Regions from separate parts of the Mus musculus genome. Here region 2 is linked to region 1. The links are chromatin contacts, called in public Hi-C maps. All regions are on one chromosome and are shown on one strand. The core of a region is the stretch at or near the end of the contact, and the rest is flanking DNA. Distances in the headings are between cores, read along the strand shown.

The links. Hi-C and Micro-C count contacts between places; a contact is called where the count stands out from the background.
Region 2: a contact with region 1 is called in a Hi-C map of cerebellar granule neurons, with 2.3 times the contacts expected there. The contact joins two enhancer-like sites. A contact is called at or near these places in 7 of 39 promoter capture datasets (3T3-L1-derived adipocytes, the HPC-7 cell line, embryonic stem cells and 3 more), 10 of 484 Hi-C or Micro-C datasets (brain, cerebellar granule neurons, cerebellum and 4 more) and 6 of 115 datasets of contacts at active chromatin or transcription factors (the SCID.adh cell line, bone marrow-derived dendritic cells, craniofacial prominence and 3 more).

The regions. Positions count from the first base shown.
Region 1 is chr10:96,633,763-96,638,158 of GRCm38.p6, forward strand. No RefSeq gene overlaps it. Among named protein-coding and RNA genes, the nearest start is that of Btg1, 19 kb to the left of the region's middle. Within about 2 kb of position 2,044, at least 30 of the 459 cell types and tissues checked have an H3K27ac peak or open chromatin away from gene starts, as enhancers often do. A contact at or near this core is called in cerebellar granule neurons, where this site is marked.
Region 2 is chr10:96,839,463-96,844,197 of GRCm38.p6, forward strand. No RefSeq gene overlaps it. Among named protein-coding and RNA genes, the nearest start is that of Gm46240, 59 kb to the right of the region's middle. Within about 2 kb of position 1,874, at least 1 of the 459 cell types and tissues checked has an H3K27ac peak or open chromatin away from gene starts, as enhancers often do. A contact at or near this core is called in cerebellar granule neurons, where this site is marked.

The sequences.
Region 1 (4,396 bases), core at 794-3,293:
AGAAAAATAACCATGTTAATTTGAACCTTAGCACCATGGATACCGGCGGTGATTACGGCCTGGTGAACCTGCTAATATTTGCTTCCACAGTCTGTGTTATGTCTCCCAGAAGGTTTCCCAGATGCTTCACTGTGTCTCAAAAGTTGATTCTCTTGATCAAAATGCTGGCCAGGATCCTCAGGCTATGAGAAGTGTTTTTGCCCTTGGTTTTCCTGGGAAATGTCCTGCCTCCATTTCACTGTTTTCCCCTTCTTCCCGCCCACTCAAGCTGAACTTCTCTAGTTAGGAGAATACTCTGCTGTAGAATGAAAGAGAAACACGCCTAAATGTGTGGTTGGGCAGAGTTATTTTTAAATTTAAATCTAGCATAACACTGTTATACAGTAAACTCCTGGTAAAGCTAATTGAAATGGAACTACTTAGTTGGCTATTTCACAGTTCAAGATTTCGGAGTGTTTGGGTGAAAATATTATCTAAGTGTGTGGAGTGTGTAGGCCTTTGCCTACATTTATGTTTATAATTTTCAATGACGATTTTATTTCACTAGAAATTTATTTCGAGGGTTCGGGGGTGGGGGTGGCTATAGGTGTTTGCTGGAGGGTAGGGTGAGTACAGTTAGCATTGGAAAGACTATGTAAGGGCAGGGAGATGGTTTGGAAGGTTGAGGTGCCTGCTGCCAAGCCTAATGACCTGAGTTCAATTCCAGGGGCCCACAGTGGCAAAAGAGAACCCACTCAAAAGTGTGCATCTGACCTCAACATGTGCACTGTGGCTCAACACACACACACACACACACACACACACACACACACACACACACAGTGTGCAACGACATGTGGTGGGTGCCACAGAGCACATGAGGAGATCAGAGGACAACTTCTGACAGTTGGTTCTCTCTTCTTTGATGATGTGGAATCTAGAGATCGGAATCAGGTTATTGGGTCAGGAGGCAAACACCTTGACCCACCAAACCATCTCACTAGCTCTACTTATTTTTAAGGCAGAATCCCCATGTATAGGCCAGGATGGCCCAGAATTCCTGATCTTCCTGGCTCTGTGGCCCATGTGCTGGGGTTCCAAGTGTGCTCCACATCTTCCTGCAGTGTGATGAGAGGTGAGAGCAAGGATGTGTGTTTTGCAGTACACAATACCACGAAGCCTCCACAGCTACTAACTGTTCTCCTATCCTATCTGTGGTGCTGAAGTAATGATTTTCTGTTTACACACCTCAATGTCTCTTCATTTTTAGTCTTTGCTTTCTTGTTTTTGATTTAAAATTTTGGTTTGGTTTGGTTTGGTTTGGTTTGGTTTCCAGTTTGAATCTCTACCCTACTTCCCTCCCCTTCTCCCACGTAAAACAAGGTTTTGCTGGACTCGTTTGGCTGGGCTGGAACTTACAGTGTAGAACAGGCTGGCCTCCGGGTGATCTCTGGTATCCTGGGATTAGGATGTATGTCATACCACCGCACCCTTCCTTCTTGCTTGTGTGTGTGTCTGTGTGTCTGTGTAGAGCCCTGGGGTTGTCTGCTCCTCAGGATACTTTTTGAGGCAGCTTCTCACACTGAATCCCTTTCAGGACCTGCCTTTATTTCATGGCCAGCAGGTCCCAGGGTCCTCTTTGTTTCTGCCTCTCAGTGCCAAAGCTGAGCATTCTGAGAGGTCTGAATTCAGGTCCTCAGACTTACACATTGGGCACTTGACTGCACCAGCTGGCCAGTCCCTACTCCTACTTTTAATGTGGAAAAATCCTCCTCTTCTTTTCTCCCCTCATATCTTCTCCCTTAGGGACCCAAGGATCTCAGGGAAGCAGAGAGCTGATTACCCTGGAGACCACGGGGCCTTCCTCTGAGAGAGAGAGAGAGAGAGAGAGAGAGAGAGAGAGAGAGAGAGAGAGAGAGAGAGAGAGGGTGATTAATGGTAAAAAAATGCTTCCTGTGAAACAGCCAGTCAGCAAAGCTCTCAGAAAACCCTCTCAGGGACCAGGTGCTGAGCATCTCTTGACAGGGACGGCTCCGTGGAGGAAATGGGAGATGAACACGGGCTGTAAACTCTGGCTATAAATGGAGGGAGATTTGGAGCCCTGGAGAATGAAGGTTTGTTTAGTGTCTTCCCTATTATGAGCCCAGTTGCTGAGTGTAGATAGAATTCTTTCTCCTGAACATAAACTTTGGAAGTTCACTGGGAGAAGGAAAAAAATAGATGGAGGTTTGCAGAACTTGTCTGACTGAAAAAAAAAAAAAGAGTTAAGTTTTTGTCCTATAGTGATCGAAACATCTTTCTATTGTTTTTTTAAAAAAAAAAGTGATGCTTAGAAATTGAAAAAAAAAAATTCAGACCGAAAGTTGGGCTCTTCTGTGCTAGGTTCCTGAGTTCTGCAGAGTAGAGACCTAGTTGGCTGAGTATACACTCTGTTAAATATTTTAAGTTATTTGGTTGTTGTGTTTTCATTTTTCAAAGATTCGTTTGTCAAGATGAATTCTCAGTTCCTACTCGAAGACTCGAATTCCTTCGTTAAAACAAAAGAACCAGGAAACAATAAGTAGGATACATCACCGGAAGTGAAAGGGGACCCAGACAGAAGGGATAGCTGGGGTGGAAGGGACAGCACACTGGGTAAAGATGCTTGCAGGCGCTCTATGGGAACTGGGGAATATGAGTTCTACCCTCACAAACTACTTAGAGGTGAAAGGTGAGAACCAACTCTACAAAGTTGTCTCCTGATCTCCACACATGTGCCTTGGTATATCACCTCCCCCAACTCCCCTTCACACATGGACACACAGCTACACACATGGACATATAAGAGTAATAATACATCATTTAAATCACCATAATGTTATAATACCAAAATCTCATAGCTGTTTTGTTTTGTGTTTTGCATTCAGCCACACATCATTTCTTGTAGACAGTTGTTTTAGAGGCCAAGGAAATACGTCTCAGCCAGGCATGGTGGCACACTTTTGTAATCCCAACCCTAGAGGCTGAGACAGAATGACTGTCAATCCTGTAAACTACATAGTAGCACCCTGCCTCAAATAAAGAAAATACTAAACAAGCGAGCAAATCTGTCCTTCATTGATTTTATTGTTCTTCGTGCTTTTAAATCCTATTCGTTTTATCTTTGTCAGTGGCTTTCCAGGTTCTCCATAGCAGGCACATATGTGTGTGCTCTCTCTCTCTCTCTCTCTCTCTCTCTCACACACACACACACACACACACACACACACACACACACACACACACACTCCTTCTCTAGCACATTGCCTCAAGATAGAAATCAAGTCAAGTAAGTACTGAGTCAGATAAGGCACTTCTGTAAGGGTAAAGAAGGAAGTCACAACAGTTCTCTCCTTCTGTAATAGAAGGATGAACATGTCCGTGCTTTTCCAGGCCTCTCTTTCAAGAAGCTTGGTGCCCAAAGAGGAGCTTTGAGGATTAAACCTGTAATCCCTCCTCCTCTCATTTATGCAGTGTGGTTCCTCTCCAAGGGTCCTCTAGTCACAAGAGTAGAACTGGGTCCATTTTGTTTCTTAAAATCCTTTCTGGATTTCTTTGGTTTTGGTTTTGGTTCTTTTTCCCATTTCTTTATGGCTTTTTAAAAATTGGCTTTATTTTGGTTTTAGGAAAGGAAAATAAAGCTCCCGATAGCTTCTCTCTTGAATGAGAAAAAGGAAAACCATGAACACAGTAACCTTAGGATCAAGAAGGAAACAGGTTTTCAGCGAGTGATGTGGTCAGTAGAGAATTTAGGATCTGGAATGACCCTGAATGAAAAGATCTGGAAATATTTATCCCTTCTCCTTTCTATTTATTTTCCACTCCCCTGGCTTCTCTCCTAGACTGACTCTATTTGTAGCCCAGGCTACTCTCAATCCTTCCCCATCTCCCTCCACACTGCTAGGGAAGTATCTGGTCCTCTCCTTTTAAATACACAAAAGTACATGATTGTCTGATTTTCACGCAGGATTCTGCTGAGTCCTGGTGAGAGTTTGAGGGTGTTGGAAGCAGGCTTAAACCACACAGGGTTTATAATCTAATGCAGGAAGGAAGATTACAAACTACAATAAGGCAGTATATTGTGTCATAGTAAAGATACTGAGAAATAAATGAGCTTACGAGGGAAGGAAATGGGGGTGGGGGGAGGGGCTCTACAAGGAATAGCATTCAGGTACTCAGTGGTGGATTCAGGGATGCCAGGAGGGAAAAGAACATGGCATCAAGGCTAAAATGAAGGAACACAGTAGACAATGAATAGAGCCTTCCACTTGATCCAGAGCTTAAGATCTGCAGAGATGGGCTGGAAAGGTGGCTCAGTGGTTAAGAGCATTGCTCTTGCAAAAGACCCACGTTTGGTTACCAGTGCGCGCGCGCGCGCGCACACACACACACACACACA
Region 2 (4,735 bases), core at 624-3,123, 210 kb after region 1:
TGTGCATGCATAAAATTTTCAAGGGATTAATACGAACACTATAGGCTTTTGTAAAAGATACCTGTTGTCATTGAAAACAATCATTGAAACCAATGCAAAAATGGGTAGGGCTAAAAACGCTAACAGATATACTCAAATTCACTTCCGGATTGTTTGAAGATACTTGACCCCTTATGACTTAAGTGTGTTTTCCAATCCTGAGTCTATATATATTGACCTAGAAAATGCATTGAAATTGATGGACACTGCTCATTCTGATTCAAGGCAAAACAGTTCTTAATGAAGGTTACTGTTGCGGGGTCAAATGGGTTTGTGGTTTAGGATTTTGTTTTTAACTGTCATGTTGAGGAAAGTTAGGCAAATATTTGCCCTTTGCTATAAAAGGCTTGACTTTGTTTCCCTTGTTCCATGTTTAGTTGCTTCTGGGAGGTCCTGGCTTCTCACTGTTGCCATACACATGCCAGGAGAAAATTTAGAAGCTTGTCAAGTCTTAAGCCTATCACTAAGAAAGGAAACAAGTGAACCAGCGATTCCTGAACACCATGTATTAAATTTTTTTTCATAAGAACATATGAAAATAGTAAGTCATATATGTTATTTAAAGCCAATAGGATGATCAAGGTCACCGAGCCCTGACTGACAAATCATCCACCTATCTCCTAAGAATGATGGGCAACAGTCAACGTCTTCTTATTTAGGACCATCTAAATCCATCTTTGCTTTCCCACACATCATCTATGTTAAAGAGATTTATGCCCATCTTTTGGCAAAATAGGACAAAAAAAAAGTTCTATCATGATTTTACCAAGGGCAGTGGTCAAGTTGAAAAACTTTACCAGTGTTTGAAGTTTTACCTACTCAGTAGTTTACCTAAACCAGTAGTTTACAATCTACTTTGGGAAAAAAGTAATTTGAAAGGTTGGAGAAATCACCCTCTTATGGAAAAATCGCCTGGTCTTTCCTGCAGAGAATTAATTATCGTGTTGGAAACAGTCTGCAGTTCACTTCTCCCTGCTTCCTTCCGTAGTCATGAATAAGAAATCCCTACTTTCAGGCTCACAACAATTTGTAGTAGCCAAAGTATAAGTGGAATCTGGATGTTGTTTATATGAACAAGGGGACAAATGTGTAGACATCCTTTGCCTTTGTCTCCATTGGCCAGATGTTCTCATTTCTTGATGATATGAATGGAGGCATGGCACAGGCCAGAGAGAGCTGGTCCTCCCTCTGTGACTTGTTCATGTCTAGAATATAATCTTGGCATGATGATGGATTAGTCTATGAAAATTTCATTAGTTCCCATTCCTAATGTTGTTCTTGACTTCTTAAAGGCTTGATGCTTACATCTCCAAAACAGAGTGACATTTCTGTTTACATCATAAGCCTATTGTAAATATACAAGCACAGTCATCCCCTAAATTACTTGATACAATACCTAAGGTGCCACAATCAGTCCACAAATTTTAGTTTGTTTTTACTTTGTGTGTGGGGATGTTTTGCCTGCATGGATGAATATCCATCACATCTATACTATACCCTCAAAGGTCGGGAGAGACTTACACATCTAGCATTAAATTTATGGGTGTTGTGAGCTGCCACGTGGGTGCCGGAAATTGAACCTGGGTCTTCTTGAAGAGCAGCCAGGACTCTTAACCACGGAGCATTCTCTTCAGCCTTTAGTTGCTGTTTTTAATATTCATGTTTATTTGACTTTATCAGTCTTAAGTATTTTCCTTTTGGTCCTTTTTGCAGAGAAATTAGTCTCTGTTATCTCATCGTGTGTTCATTAATAATGGCAGGCAGATCTGTCCGTGTTTCATAGCCAACAGCCTGAATTACTCACAGTCATCTCATCTGAAAAACTGGATAAAAGTCAGCAGGTTGAATGTTTTCCAGACTTTGGCTTCTAGTCCAGAGCACCTGGGATCTCAGTTAGTTCAGCAGAAACCCAAATTTTGCTGCATTTTTTTTTAAATGAGCATCCTTTCATCCAATGAAGAAAGACTGTCAAAATAACATATTCCAAAATGTATTTTGGTGCTGTTCAATTTATACATTTATAGAAAGTGAGAGAGAGATGTGGAATGTTCGTAAGTTGAACCTTATAGCTTCGAATCCTCATATAATCAGGTCCTACATGATTTGCATTAAGATCTAATCTGATAGAATTAACAACATATGATTGATCTGAAACTTCTGTGTTTGAAAATATTTGGCAATATCTAATAACAGTCTGACTGAGGCTATGAGCAAGGAGATCAAATTATGAATGATACATAGTTATTGACCCTCGGTCTTTCTTTCATTTTGTTTGCATCATTCTCTGATGTTATTTTATTAAAAATTTTCCTTTCCATACCCAGTCATCAGAAGTCTCATTTTGGGTGTCTTCCCAACTTATAGTAGTAGCTCATTTTAAAAATGTGTGAATTAATATGTGTGTGTGTGTGTTTGTGAGAGAGAGAGAGAGAGAGAGAGAGAGAGAGAATATGACACACATGTTTCTGCATCTAAATATCTCCAAAGTTGGAAGGCAACCTTGGATGTCATCTTTAGGACCATTTAAAACATGCTGACAATATTTCAAGAAAACCTGGAGACTTGATTCTGGCTATCCCTGCACATTTTCAAGGAAAATCCAATTGCATTATGGCTACTCTCAGGTGAGCCTGCTGAAAACTTGCCAGTTGTGCAGACCTGGCTTCCCAGGCTGCACTGCCAAGAAAATGATCATCTCTGCCATTACGATGACCTACTTAAGGTCTCATAGTCACTAGAGAATTGTGATGCGAGAAAGAAAATTCATAGGGTAGCATAAACTGCATTTTTAGTGTTCACTTGTGAATTATCAATGACTAAGGGTGTAAGGCTAATAGTACCTAATGCCTATGGCAAAAAAAAAAAAATCTTCTGACCTACTATTTGATAACCTTGTACAGTCACATAGCATAATGATGTGAGTCCCTAAATATCACACTCCAGGGAAAACATATTTTTAGGTGATCTCAAGTGTAAGAGGTGAAGAAATTATCATTTGTTCTCCAAGTAGTCAACTTTACAAGATAATGCTTATATGTAGTTAAGAGGTATTGTCCATTTGTCAGAGACTGGCCAGTCTATTTTCTAGTGAAGATGCAAAATTGTATGTATTTGGTTGATGAATTAAACTTGAATTATTTATTTGTCCTGAATAGCAGAATAGGTGACATATGTTACTTTTAGAGATAAGGCCAAGATAGTTTTTTTTTTTTTTTTCCTTCTTCCTTCTTCTTCTTTAGTACTGAGGATTAAATACAGTTTCTCACTTCTGAGAGAAGTATTCTAGTACCGAGCTACATCCCTAGCCCTTATTTGTGTATTTAAATGACTCAAATATCATTCCACAAAGATTTTGTCCATACTATTTAGTAACCCCTTCCATTTAGTTTAGAGGAGTTCCCTTTTGTACCTTTAACCTCTTTTTAAAAACTTAATTTCAAATATAGTCGTCTTTGAGACACCAGTGATTAGCATTTCAAGATATCAATTTAGCAGGTACGCTCTCCAGTGTACCCAAGAGTCCAGACACCAGTAAATAGGCTCTGTTAAGTTTACACACACTTTGTCAACATGGTAAGGGATTTGGGAAGGGGCAGTGCAGCAAACACAAATTCAGTGGTTCACAGAACCTTTACATGTGGTGAAACCTTGACCATCTTAAGCCTTCAGCTATATTAGATTTGCACTGGGCATGGGTGGGTCTCCTAAGCACTTCTTCTAAGTACCATCTTCAAGGAGTCAGTGTGGGAGATAAACAGGAAAGAGGACAGCTATAGCTAAGTGTGATCAGGGAAGTCTCATGTTTTTCCAGAAGCTGGGGCCCAACTGGAGGAATCCTGAGGAGGTAATTGCCTGTAATGGGCTCATAAGAAAGAAATCCCAGTTGAAAACAACTGTTGAATGTGATGACTTTGCAGCTATGAGAGCATGATGCATTAAGACAGGGCCATTTAGGAATTTAGAAACGAGCTTTTTTAGGTTGGTGATGAAAATAATTCTGAATGAATGAGCAAATCCCACATTGTCAAGTTCAGACAAAGACCCACAGGATTTATCTCATCGTCGAAGGGACAAATAAAAGATGGAACACTTAGTATTTTGAAAGATTTAATGAGGCTTTTCCAAATACAACAATACGAGTTTATCTTCAAATGAACTATTTCCTCATGTGGAAATACAATAAACTAAAATAAATGAAGATAAATAAAACTACAAATGAAAAGCAAAATGAAACAACATAGTAATAGGTTCTCCAGGGCATGGACTAAAACTTCCCCTTTCAAAGGAAACAAATTATGTGGAATTATTGCTGAAGTTGGACTGTAGCTTCATTTCCGTAGTTTACAGAGAATTAAAAAAAAATTCCCTAGGGTTTATATTTTTTTCTGGAAAAACAAAAACAATTAACAACAACAACAACACTCAAAAGCATTAACAGAGCCTTTTTTTTTTTCTTTTTTTCTTTTTTCTTCTTAACATTGGGAACAACCATTTGACACACAGATTAAGGCAAAGACAAGGGACTAGTTGCAGATCGTTTGTGCACCGTGCTTAAACTCAGGACTCCACCATGGAGTTTCCAGATTCCCAATCTTTTTGCCTTTTTGCCGAAGACCGAGAATAAAAGCCTCATTACCTCAGTTTGAGTCCCTGGACCCCACAGTGGAAGAAGAGAACCAACTTCCAAAAGGTGTTC